Regions from separate parts of the Macaca mulatta genome. Here region 2 is linked to region 1. A link is a contact called in public Hi-C data. All regions are on one chromosome and are shown on one strand. Each heading gives the region's core, a stretch centred on a gene start, on an enhancer-like site or on the middle of the called end of the contact. The rest is flanking DNA. Distances are from core to core; before and after follow the strand shown. Region 1 holds the start of GDF11 (growth differentiation factor 11). Region 2 holds the start of SARNP (SAP domain containing ribonucleoprotein).

Region 1 (6,362 bases), core at 13-2,512:
GTCACACCTGAAGACTAGGGCTGGTCCCACATCTGTATTTCATCTCGTGCATCTGAGCGCAGACTTCTCTCCCATGCTCACCCTTGCAACCTCCATCCCCTTCTCAGACTTCTCAGACCCTGCAGATCCAAAGATATAGCTAGAAATCCAGAAATCCAGATTTCTCCTCAAGTATAGCAGCCTCCAGCCATCTCCTTCCCACCCCTCCCCCAGTGGCCTCTAGCTCCTGCCTTTTCCAGCCAGCTGACTCCCTTAGCCCTGTTAAGCCCCAATTTCAAGCTCAGTCTTCCCAGCTCTATGTCTTCCCTCTGTTTCAGTTCTTCCCATCACCTCTCCACCTTCTTAGGTTGTCCCTGACCTCTTCCTCTCCTAGTCCCCTTAATCCCTCTGATGAGCCTAGCCTGATGCTTCCTTCCACGGCTTCTTTGAGCATCTTCTTTGGGCTACCTCTGATGGCTAGAGCTCCTCTGGTCTCAAGTTCTCCACCTCTGTCCCCTGGGCTCTCCGTGCTCCCACCGAGGCTGACTCTTGTGGCTCCTTCTCTCAGGAGTTTCTGCCTTTCCTCTCCCCCACCCCCAATCCCCTGCACCTACCTCCTCAGGGGCTCCCTTGGTATCTCCCTGTCTGTGCCCCTCTCTCTCCTCCCCAATCCTGATTTCTCTCCCCACCTCTCTTTCCCAGGGCACTCCTCTGTCCTGTGTTCCTCTGCCCCTGTTCCCATCTCCATGACCCCCGATCTCTTGTGGTCTGGCTCTGTAGACCTCTGTCTCCCCCCGTCTAGTGGTACCCCTCTTCTCCCCATTTTTGTCTCCACTCTAACTCTCCCACTAGTTGTCCCAGTCTTTCTCCTCCTTGGTTCTGTGTCTCCCACAGACACACTATTTCCCTCTCTAGCTAAGTCTCTCACCTCTGCATCTTCCCCCTGACTCTTCTTTTCCTCCTTTGTCTCTCCCTCTCTCCTCCTCCTCCTTTTCCTATCTCTGTCTCGTCCCCCTTTTTCTCTCTGATTCTCCTTGGTCTCTCTGGCTCTGACTTTCCCCTATATCCGCCCCCCCCCCGCCCCCTCATATCTCTGTCTCTTCATCTCTCTCTGGCCCTTGCTCCCTCACTCCCTCCCTCTCTCTATTCCTCGGATCTCTCCGGCTCCCTCTCTCGCCTCGGATGACAGCGCTGCCTCTTTTGTTGGCTCCGCAGCCAATCGCGGCCGCTGACGACACGGGGGCCGGGGCTATAAAGGGCCTGGCCCGGGCTCGGGCCCCCCCAGCCGCCCGCCCCGGCCGCCCGCCCGCCCCGCCCGCGCGCCCGCCGCCCCCGGCCCCCCGGGTCCCCCCTCGGCCGGGCAGCCCCCAATCCCGCGCCGCCCGGACCCCCTCCTCCTCCCTCCCTCCTCCCTCCGCCCCCTCCCCGCGGGACTCCGGCGTCCCCGCCCCCCAGTCCTCCCTCCCCTCCCCTCCAGCATGGTGCTCGCGGCCCCGCTGCTGCTGGGCTTCCTGCTCCTCGCCCTGGAGCTGCGGCCCCGGGGGGAGGCGGCCGAGGGCCCCGCGGCGGCGGCGGCGGCGGCGGCGGCGGCGGCAGCGGCGGGGGTCGGGGGGGAGCGCTCTAGCCGGCCAGCCCCGTCCGTGGCGCCCGAGCCGGACGGCTGCCCCGTGTGCGTGTGGCGGCAGCACAGCCGCGAGCTGCGCCTAGAGAGCATCAAGTCGCAGATCTTGAGCAAACTGCGGCTCAAGGAGGCGCCCAACATCAGCCGCGAGGTGGTGAAGCAGCTGCTGCCCAAGGCGCCGCCGCTGCAGCAGATCCTGGACCTACACGACTTCCAGGGCGACGCGCTGCAGCCCGAGGACTTCCTGGAGGAGGACGAGTACCACGCCACCACCGAGACCGTCATTAGCATGGCCCAGGAGAGTAAGTGGGCTGCGGGGCGCGAGCAGTGGGGTGCTGGCTCTGGCCCCGCGATGGGCGCCTTCTGCTCCAAGCGGGGCGCTCCCTGCTGCCCCGGCCCGGAAGCTTTTCCTGCGAAAACTTGACGAATTAGGGAGCGGGGGCTACTTCATAGAAGTTTTTCGAGCGATGGAGATGGGCTGCAAAGTTGTATGCACGCCCAGTTTCCGGAGGTTGGGGCGGGGGGAAATGGGGCGGGTTTCGAGATACTGCCTTCCACCCCCAGTATGCGAAAAAGACCGTTGTTGGAGTCCGGGGAAGCTGGGGCTGGGCAGCGACTCTGTCCTGAAGAGCCGTGGCTGGGAGGCTGGAGAACAGAATCGGGAGGCTGCAGGACCCCCGCAGCCCCAGCTGGACTGCAGTGCTCCCTGCCTCCCAGTGGCCCTGGCGCTAACTCCCCACTCCGTGCTCCTTTCGCAGCGTGCCCACTCGGCTGCAGAGAACTGTGTGCTCTCTCCCAAGAATAGGGTCCCAGAGCCTGTACACCTCCTGGCAACCCAGCTGGCACCCTTTCCATCCTGAGCCTTGTCTCAGACCGGGTATCCGAAGGGGTGGAAAAGCTGTGCCTTCTTGATACTGACCGAGCTCAGAGAACTCAACTCCATTGCGCTGGGGGCTAAGGACACTCATTGGCTACTCAAACCTTAGTGTTCCATCCCTTATTTGCCCGCCCCTACCGCAGCTGGACTTGAGAGAGAGGAAGACCTAGGAAAAAAGAGAAAGAATAGATGGGGGAGCGGGAACCCAGGCATCCGAGCCCCTGACCAAACGGAAGATGAACATATATAATAGACATGAGCTGCTTTGAAATTTTATGACCTGGAAAATCCAGGCGAATACTACACCCGTCCCCCCACCCCCGCCCTTTCCAGCTCTCCCTAGGGTCAGGTGACTCCTTCTCCTCCTCCCCCACTGAGGTCTCCCCCCTCCCCAACTACAGGGAACCAGGCCTCTCTTATTCCCTAGTGGTTTGGCAAGGTTCCCCCCTTCCCACAGCCCCCTGCAACACACACAGAGTTTGGTTTTATGGCTGTGAACAGAAGACGGGGGAGACTGGTTTATTGGCAGATGGGTCATAAAAAGCTGGGGGCTGAGGGGAGTCCCAGTGGCCCACCCCCATGGGAGAGGCACAGGAACCCAGGTGTGCATCTGGGAGGCTGAGTGCCTCACACTGCCCCTGGTATTTCTGCAGACCTCTCAATTCCACAATACTTGGTCGGGGCTGTTAAGCTCAAAGAACCAGGAAACTAACTGGCTGTGGGGGTGGGAGGCATGGGGATCTGGTCTCGGGTTCCTCAGTTTCCCTTCTATTCTTAAGGCTTCTGCTTATGGAAGCTAGTAGGATCAGTCTCAGATCGACTGAGGGTAGGGGGTGGGGTTTCTAGGAAACAGAGTTATAGAGGAATTCAGATCAAGAGTTTGCTGGAAGATGAAGGTTACAGAGGGAAAAGATACTCTAGTCTATGTGGTGTAGTGTGTGTGAAGATTTCCAGGATGGGTGATGGGGCTGTGGACTTCCCCTTGCCCCTAAATATCCTTAGCATCCCTTAACCAACAGGCCCGAGCCCACCAGAGTTAGCTCTGGCAATGGGAATACACGAAATGAAGGGACCCTGCCTACATGAGTTGGGCTGTGCAGGTGAGGCCTGGGTGGGTGGGGAGGGGACACTAGCTGGTGGGATCCCATCCCAACTTCCACTCTGGTGCCACCCCAGGACTTGTGCAAGTAGGGAACTGGGTCTCCGGCCAGGTATTGTACGTCCCCTTTAAGAGCCTAGCTGAGCTCTTAAGAGAGGGAGGGGGAGTGGAGGGGAGGGGAGGGGAGGGAGAGAGGGGAAAAGGAAAAAGAGACTTTTATAGTCTAATCCCCAGGGACCCGCTTTAATAAGAGACTTGTGCTCTGCTAATCGGGGGAGGTGTTTGTCAGCAGAGATGGCCTCCGTTCCCCTCCCCCTCCCTCCCCTCCCCCAGCCCTCAACCCTGGACCCCAGCCCCCACCTCTCCTAGGCTGCTCTGCCTGCCCTAGTTCCCTCTACCCTCTCAGGCTCTCCCACCGAGCCTTCATCCTGGGAACCCAGCCCCCTGCCCTTCTGGGAGCCAAGCCCAGCCCCTGAGTTTCTCTCCTCCCCACACCAAGAGGCCCCTGCCCTCTCAGCCCAACCTCCTGCCCTTAGGCCTTCCAGCCATGGTTGGGAGTGTGTGTGTTGGGGGGGGTTAGGGTAGGGGGAAGGGGAGGTGGTGTGCAGGGAGGGGGTTGGGCATTTGCTGAAAATAGTGCAGTGACCTCTCTCTCCCACCAGCGCCGCCTACTAAACCTGACCTGCTGCCTGCCACCAGCCCGATCAATTCAACACAGATGTGGCCCCTTTTCCTCCCCATCAGAGCTCGGCATATGTGTGTTGGGGACTCTCTCAAGCCCCGTTTCCCTCTGTGGCTCTACCTGCTTCTCCTTTGTTCCTCCGTCTGTACCCTTTCTATCCTTTCTCTCCTTTACCCCACTAGGTTTAGCTTCCTCCCACCTTTAGCTTTCTAACCATCACCCACTCCTTTCTATCACTGCCCCCGCATCAGGATTCTCAAACTCCCAAACTTATTCTCCCTTTGCCATGATTATCCCCTGCATTTTTCCACTCTAGCCTCTATTTCTCCCCCTATATCTACTCATCTGCCTTCAACTCTTAACTCATCTCCCTCACCATCTCCAGTCTCTCCCCTGGCTCTTCTCTCTGCTCTTTCCTTTTTCCCTATGCCCTACCTCCTTGTAGCACTGACTGTCCCCTGTCCACTGGGGGACAAGTACATGGAACCAAAGACTTAGATGTAGCCCTCATCTTCAAACCCTGGATCAGCTTAGGTAGAGGGAGGGTTATGTTTAGAGCTTAGTAGAGAATGTGAAAATAGTAGTAGCTTCTCAATAAATGTTGGTTTGTTCGTTTTCTATTTTCACATTCTCTAGTTAATGCTTAGCACTTATGTGAAGCAAGAATTATATCACACTGAGAAGTTTAGTAAAGTTATATAGTGGTTAGTAAGGAATCAGGCAGTGATTAAACCCACTTCAATTATAGTCAAAGAACAGAATTTAGATGCCAGGAAGAACTTTCAGGCACTTGCCTGTATAATTTAAGATTGGGAGTTTAGGGAGTTCATTGACTGCGTATTTACTGAGTGCTGTCTGCCACTATGGGAGGCACTAAAGCTACAATGGTGAGCAAAACAGACACAGTATGAATAACATAGTGTCTACTCTCATGGAGGTTAGTACCTAATGGCAAGAAAACAGGCAATTCCTATGCTGAAATTAGGTAGAGTATGCTATTTGGGATGTTGCTTGTCACTCCCCATCTCACTAGTAGCTTCCCTACCCCAGCTACTTCTAATCTCTGAATTCTCACTCCCCAAACCCTACTCCATTGCACCATCACTGAAGCTCCAGCCAGTAAAATAACTGGACTGCCAGGGCCCTGGGACCTCAGAGAATAATCAAGAAAAAAAAAAAAAAAAAAGCTATAGAGACTTTGGGTATCATATCCTGAATATATGAAGTTCATTAAGCATTTTCCTCCTCATCTCACTTAGAAGGTCCTCTTTCTCCCAGGGTGGGAGTGGGGAAAAGCTGACAGGACATCCTAAGTCCGTCCTGATTTTGCAGAACTCAAGACATGGGGAGGATACTTAAAGGCCCAGACTTCCTGACTCTGCTTCTATGGCTCTGGAAGCTCATTCCTGATTCTTCCTATCTAGAGTGAGGATAGACATATACTGTCCAATGGAGACATGTTGTAGGGCACTCCCAACTGACTTAAGAAAGGCAGTGAAGAGGAGCTGGAATGGAAGCAGAGGCAGATATTTATTGAGAATTGTTCATTAGACCCAAGAAGGATCAATTTATGGTCCAGAGCAAGGAGAAATGGGTCAAAATGTAAAGTTGGGATGTTAAAACTTTGTCATGACCTACCAGCACTAGACTGAGAAGCCAAAGGAAGCTCAGGGGAAAAAAAAGGCATTGTAGTTGATCTGGTGTATTTAATATTATTTCTGGTGCTTTAGGCAAATAGGAGGCAACACCATGAAGGTAATTATTCCTTTCCTCAAGAGCTGGAGCAGTCATGGTGATGATGATGAAGCAGCAGCTGAAGAAACTTCTTAGGAGAGAATGGGGAGACAGATGTATAGGAAGTGCTTGGATAGTTCCATTTTGCTAGGTGTTATTCCTAATGGGAGTGAGGCAAGAAGCCTAGATCTGAATTCTGGTTTACATAATGGGGTAAATTTAGCTCATGCTCCCTATCTGGACCCTGGGTTATCCCCTCTCTGAGGCCACCTGTGTTTTTGTTTTTGTTTTTTTTTTTGTTTTTGTTTTTTGTGGCGGAGGGATGTGCCAGGCTCTACCTGCCCAGCAGATAAGTCAGAGCAGATAGGGG
Region 2 (6,048 bases), core at 535-3,034, 76 kb after region 1:
AGAAAAAGCAAAGACAAGCAAATGTGATTAAAGAGCGAGTTCTTTTTAGGCTGTCAAGAGTGCCTAATGTTCTCTTAGACTGTAACACTAAAATCAGGTCAGAGGACTTTATGTAAAAGTTACTTATCCAATCAAATACAAATTTAATATAGACCTGACAAATACAGATTTGATGGAAGGAGGAACTCCATAAACCAACACAATCTATAAATGTAAGTAAGTCATCGGGCAGCTGGTGACTTACTCCAGGGATTTCAAAAATAGGACAAATAGGAAGAAAATATTAGCTCTTCTATTCACAGTTCCTTTTTATCTCATTCAAAAATTCCTTTTCTGTGTATGTTTTATAACAGTATGGAAGTATACAATTTCTATAAGTACAGTATATATACACAAAGTGGAGATGATTGCTCAATTTTTTTTTTTTTTTACTCATCACAATATCAGGAGACCACTGATATAATCTATGCATTTCGGTACCATCAAGTTAACAATAACTCCAGAATAACACAAAAATCCACTAATAGAGTTTAGAATCCAAGAGTAAGAAAACACTAGCTTTCACAGAAAGACTAATTGGGGTCAACTAATAAGTGACTAAAGAAGGGTCCTCTCCCTACCCTTACTACCCTTAAGCTTTCTTAAACAACAACAACAAAAAACAAAACAAAACAAAACAAAAAACTCTTCAAGCTTTAAAGGATCACTTTTCAGTTTCAGCTACATCAGCCTGGTTTGTCCAAAACATGTAATGAGAAAACTACTTGTGAAACCACAATCAAGATTATCTTAATTTACCCTAAAAGAAAATACTTTTTAAAGTTTTCTGCTTTTTAATATATTTTTAACGTTTTTATATATCTAGGTGTGAGAAAACTACCAAGATTCTCACAAGACAATTTAAAACAGCTTCTGTGATTCAGTGTCAGCCAATGGTAACACCAGGAGATGCAGGACCCATCCGAGATATGAAATGGAAAAGAGATAATCTTAACCTTGGAACTGTTTTTCCCAAATATTGCAGGTATGAGTTCTCTCTGGTGGTAGGAGATGGTGTGTGAGGAAGGCCGGCGGGCCGAGAGCCGCGTGAGAGAACTCGAAAACTTTTAAATCAGAGGTGTCTGTACTTTTACTATTCTCAAGGTCTCCTCAATCCCAGGCTTCTAAGGCGAGACCGATCTTTTCTGAGAGGCCTCTCCCTGGTTTCAAAATTCGGCCTGGGGGCATAATCCCACCTAGAAAAGGGGAGTGGAAGTATTTTCTGAGTGTCTGGGACCTATTTAGAGAGAAATATACAAAAATGCCACCATTTGCTAACAGGCGAATCTCAGCTTCGGACGACAGACTGGAAACATCATCGCAGGGAAGAAAAACGGATCCTGGGTCGGACATGGGGCAAAAAGGAGGGACGAACTGACGTAATGCAGCCCTGAAAAGCAACGAGGAGTATAACAGGTAGAAGGCACTTACACAACCCGATGGGGAAGGATGACGGACGATACAACGATGAAGGGAGCAGAAATAAATAAATATAGCAGTAAAACCGTGAGGAGAAATGGGAAATTAGGGAAGGCGTAGTGTGGAAGGGTGGCACAAAAGAGCTACAGTGGGAGCCGAAAAACGAAGTGGAAAAGGCTGCAAAGACAACACGTAGGAGAAGCCGCAAGCTACCCTGTAGAATTCAGTTCCTAGAAAAGTCCAACTCAGCCCTTCCCCGATTCACTGTACCTTCAGCTTATGGAGCTCCACCGTTTCGGTCGCCATCTTGTTACCCCTCACTCCACTAGGCCCCCACCCGCTGCCTCCGCCTCCAGGAGCTCCCGCCTTAGGCGTAGAGATGCAAGACCGACCAATCGTTGTCACTCTTGCTCCCACGCCATACCATCAACTCTTCCCATTGGTCAATAGCTGACGTCGTTCTCACTTCTCTAGGCAGCTTTCCCCACCTCTTTCAAAAGGTGGAACAGGGAAAGGGGCGGGCACTGTATCTTGCGAACGACAGAAATGGCAACCAACTGTGCATCTGCATTACAGATCACCAACCAATGGGTGGTGGCAGCGCTGATTGTGTTCCTCCAATAGGAAAGGGGCAGACGGGGAGGCGTTACTTCCTGGAGACTTCAGGTGTGGTAGCCGGCGCTGCGCCCATAGCCGGGACGGGGATCTGAGTTGGCAGGTAGGGCTGCAAAGACCGTAAGGGTTGCTGAGGAAAAATGGTGGGAGAGGAAAGGGGCGCCGAGGAAGCGGTGACCTAAATATTGAGAGGGGAGCGCTGAAGGGAGCCCTGAAAATACCGACGAACGTGAGGAGGAAGCTGGGAGGGGCATGGGGCGGGCTTAAGGAACTGGCGGTGGGGCTGGGGCGGGCAACAGCCGCTTCCTAACCAGACATCAACAGCTTAAGAGCTACCACAATTTTAAAGAACCGAGTTCAGATAATCACTGCCGCCCCTGGAGTCAGAGCCAAGGCTCCATCTCTCCAGGCGTTGAGCTCAGGTGCCTTCCGAACCCAGTCCAGAAGCCGTGGGCAAGTTGTTGTCGTGCCCCCCGCTTGAGAGAAGTAATGGGGATGCTGACTGCTTACATGCCACGGAGGTGTGAGAGAGGGTGGACAAGCCCCAGAGAACAAAGTGGGGACCAGAGTGAGCTTTACTCTGTCATCCCTTCTTAGTGGTTCTTTGATGATTCCATGACTTTCTCCTGGAATACTGGGTGTGCGTGACCTCTTTATGGTTATTAACTTCTTCAGGAAAGTCAGATACTCCTATTTCCCTCGCTCACTGAAGGGAGTGCCCCAAGTCTACGTACACCTTCATGTTACAGTTGAAGTGTAAAGATCAGAGCAAAAATGACTGTGTCTCTAAAATGTAGTGAGGACTCTTCTTGTCTTTTAAAGTTTTCCCCAAGTTTTCAGTTTTTATTTTCTGCGTGATGGGTAAGTTCTTCATTCCCAATAGAGTTCAGGGAATTGGGGCTATCTGAGAGACAACTGGGAGAAAGCTCAAAGAGGGGTTGAGAAAAAACTGAGTTGGACTCCTGCCTGATCCCCCATTATGGCTAGGATGAATGTGGGGGTGGCGCACAGCGAAGTAAACCCCAACACTCGAGTGATGAATAGCCGAGGCATCTGGCTGGCCTACATCATCTTGGTAGGACTGCTGCATGTGGTTCTACTCAGCATCCCCTTCTTCAGCATTCCTGTTGTCTGGACCCTGACCAACGTCATCCATAACCTGGTGAGCACTAAACCGCGGCCTTGTACCCACCCCAGCGTTTCCCGACCAAAAGCAAAATAAAATCACCAATTGTTTGGGGATTTATGTGTTCCTTTTGGGATCTTAACATAATTCTTTGACTGAAGAACTACTCTCTGCCCCTCACACTGCCACCTTCCCTGTTCCCAGGCTATGTATGTCTTCCTTCATACGGTGAAAGGGACACCCTTTGAGACTCCTGACCAAGGAAAGGCTCGGCTACTGACACACTGGGAGCAAATGGACTATGGGCTCCAGTTTACCTCTTCCCGCAAGTTCCTCAGCATCTCTCCTATTGTGCTGTGAGTCTATGGGGGAAATGAGGATATGCTGGGTTAGAAAGAGCTCCAAGAGCCAGGGAGAAAGGCCCATAGGGAAGCTGTTAAAAAACAGACTACCCATCTAAAAGCCTTTGAAGATACTAAGGTATACTAGTTCTAAGTCTACAGAGAGCAGTAAAATGTAGAAGTCAATGCTGTAATCAAGCATTCCTTGCTGCCTCCTTGGTAGTAAGGAAATGAAAGGACTTAGAAAACATAAGTGCCAAATAAAACCAAATGATTTTACACTGCCAAAATAAGTAAATCAAGGCAGAACTGATAGTAATCTTCAAAAACACTGTAGGGAGTGGAAGCAAAGAGGACTCTTTAACAGTCATACAGACAAATAGCTTCAGCCGTCATTTGCCATGTCATTAGCAATTAACAGATACTGACTTATAGTCTCCAGTTAAAGGTGCTATCTCCTGAACCCCAAAGTAAATGCTGTTGATATAGCTGGAATAGTTTTAGATAATCTAGAACAGTAAATATACAGTAAAACTGGTCATTTAAAATAGAAGAGAAAGAGCAGGGCACTGTGGTGCATGCCTGGAGTCCCAGCTGCCTGGGAGGCTATGGCAGAAGGATTGTTTGAGCCCAGGAATTTGAGGTTGTACCACACGTATCACACCTGTGAATAGCCACTGCACTGCAACCTGGGAAACATAGTGAGAACTGTCTCTTTAAAAAAAAAAAAAAGAATATGGATAGGGAAGGCCAACCTCACTCACCCTATTTTTTTCTCTCCCCAGCTATCTCCTGGCCAGCTTCTATACCAAGTATGATGCTGCTCACTTCCTCATCAACACAGCCTCATTGCTCAGTGTACTGCTGCCGAAGTTGCCCCAGTTCCATGGGGTTCGTGTCTTTGGCATCAACAAATACTGAGGGATGGGTTTTGGGACAGCTCCATGGGCATAGGGAAGGCAGTGAAACAGAGAACTATAAAACATCCTTCTCTTATTCTCCATACTGTCTTCTACACCTTGAAAGTGTGAGAACTATACAACCTTTTCCAGACTCCCAAGAAGAGAAGAGATTGGCAAATGGGGCTCCTGGGCCCAGTCCTGCCAGCGGCAAGTTTCTTTGAATCAGGAAGGCAGGTGAGGTAAGGGCCAAATCACTCTCCTCCATAGCAGGAAGCCATTTGGGCAGCTTGTTCAGTGATTACATCTTTCCCTATCTTCTACACCTACCACCTTTTTTGCTGTGTATTTTTCTTATAATAATTTTTTCCAGCTATAGCTGCAGTTTAATCAGCAGGAAGGGCAGAGAGCTGTCCTCATAAGGCTGGGGGTAGGAAGATGGAATACTGACCTAATGTATAAAACTTAAAACAATTCTCTAGTCCCCTCTCCTTTGGTCCAGTAGGAGGTGCCCTTCACTCTAAGCTTAACACTTCTTGGGAAGGGATTCTCAAATGAGAAAAAGGGCTCCAGTTATATGGGCAAAAAAGAGGGAAGATACAGGTTACCAGTTATACATTTATAGAAAGATAATCCCCTGGCTTTAAATAGGTATGTACATACAAATATGAACAAACTTAAAAAAAAAAATACAAACCCTTGAATCACATGGGGGCTTCTGGGAACCCCTGCATCCTTCCCCCTCACCCAAGGGCAGTGGGCATGAATCTACTTTTTAAAAATGATTAATTTTGGCCATCCTTGCAGAAAAGAGCCTAAAATTGGGTGATTTACCCACAAAGTGAAAGTCGAGGGAAAATTCAGTTTCCACTCTCTGAACTCTATGCAGTAATCTCCTATCATTAGGGCTACATGCTTTCTTGTTCTGTCTTTTAAATATTGTATCGGGGTAAAGGAGAGGGCTCCTCCTGAAATGGTTCAAGAAAGAAGACAGACTTGTGGCTTTAAAAGGGTGGGAAAAAGTGTCATCTGCCCTAAAAGCAAATGACAAGACAAAGGCATACAGACCCCAGGGAAATACCCAGTTCCCACACCTAAAGGGATATACTGTCCAGCCCAGGTCCAGGCCCTAGGTTCTTTACTCTAGCTACCCCCTATTTCTTTGGTATTGTCAAAAGACAAGATTCAGGCCGGGCGCGGTGGCTCATGCCTGTAATCCAGCACTTTGGAAGGCCAAGACGGGTGGATCACCTGAGCTCAGGAGTTTGAGACCAGCCTGGGCAACATGGTGAAACCCCGTCTCTACTAAAAATACAAAAAAGAATTAGTTGGGCCAGGTGTGGTGGTGTGTGCCTGTAATCCCAGCTACTCAGGAGGCTGAGATGGGAGAATTGCTTGAACCCAGGAGACAGAGGTTGCAGTAAGCCGAGATTACACCACTGCACTCCAGCTGGGCAATAGAGCGAGACTCCGTCTCTCAAAAAAAAAAAAAAAGATTCAGTTCCTAGGTGTTGGGGGAGGAGGGATAAATCAAACTCCATCCTGTGCTGTACACAGCCCTTTTGACTCCCTGACATTGTTTTGAGGAAAGAAGGGGCGTCAACGTTGG

What was found. Hi-C and Micro-C count contacts between places; a contact is called where the count stands out from the background.
Region 2: a contact with region 1 is called in a Hi-C map of fetal cortex germinal zone, with 2.4 times the contacts expected there. The contact joins the promoter of SARNP here to the promoter of GDF11 in region 1. A contact is called at or near these places in 3 of 14 Hi-C or Micro-C datasets (blood, fetal cortex germinal zone and sperm).

Annotation. Positions count from the first base shown.
Region 1 is chr11:62,894,857-62,901,218 of T2T-MMU8v2.0, forward strand. It overlaps GDF11 (growth differentiation factor 11), which reads left to right and starts at 1,263. Exons shown (of 3, transcript XM_015151924.3): 1 at 1,263-1,902. The coding sequence starts at 1,458.
Region 2 is chr11:62,970,795-62,976,842 of T2T-MMU8v2.0, forward strand. It overlaps SARNP (SAP domain containing ribonucleoprotein), which reads right to left and starts at 1,785. Exons shown (of 14, transcript XR_013401154.1): 1 at 1,729-1,785. ORMDL2 (ORMDL sphingolipid biosynthesis regulator 2) reads left to right here and starts at 2,107. Exons shown (of 4, transcript XM_015151930.3): 1 at 2,107-2,176; 2 at 3,061-3,235; 3 at 3,404-3,555; 4 at 4,326-4,913. The coding sequence starts at 3,062. The coding sequence ends at 4,461. It overlaps DNAJC14 (DnaJ heat shock protein family (Hsp40) member C14), which reads right to left. Exons shown (of 7, transcript XM_015151920.3): 7 at 5,044-6,048. The coding sequence ends at 6,039.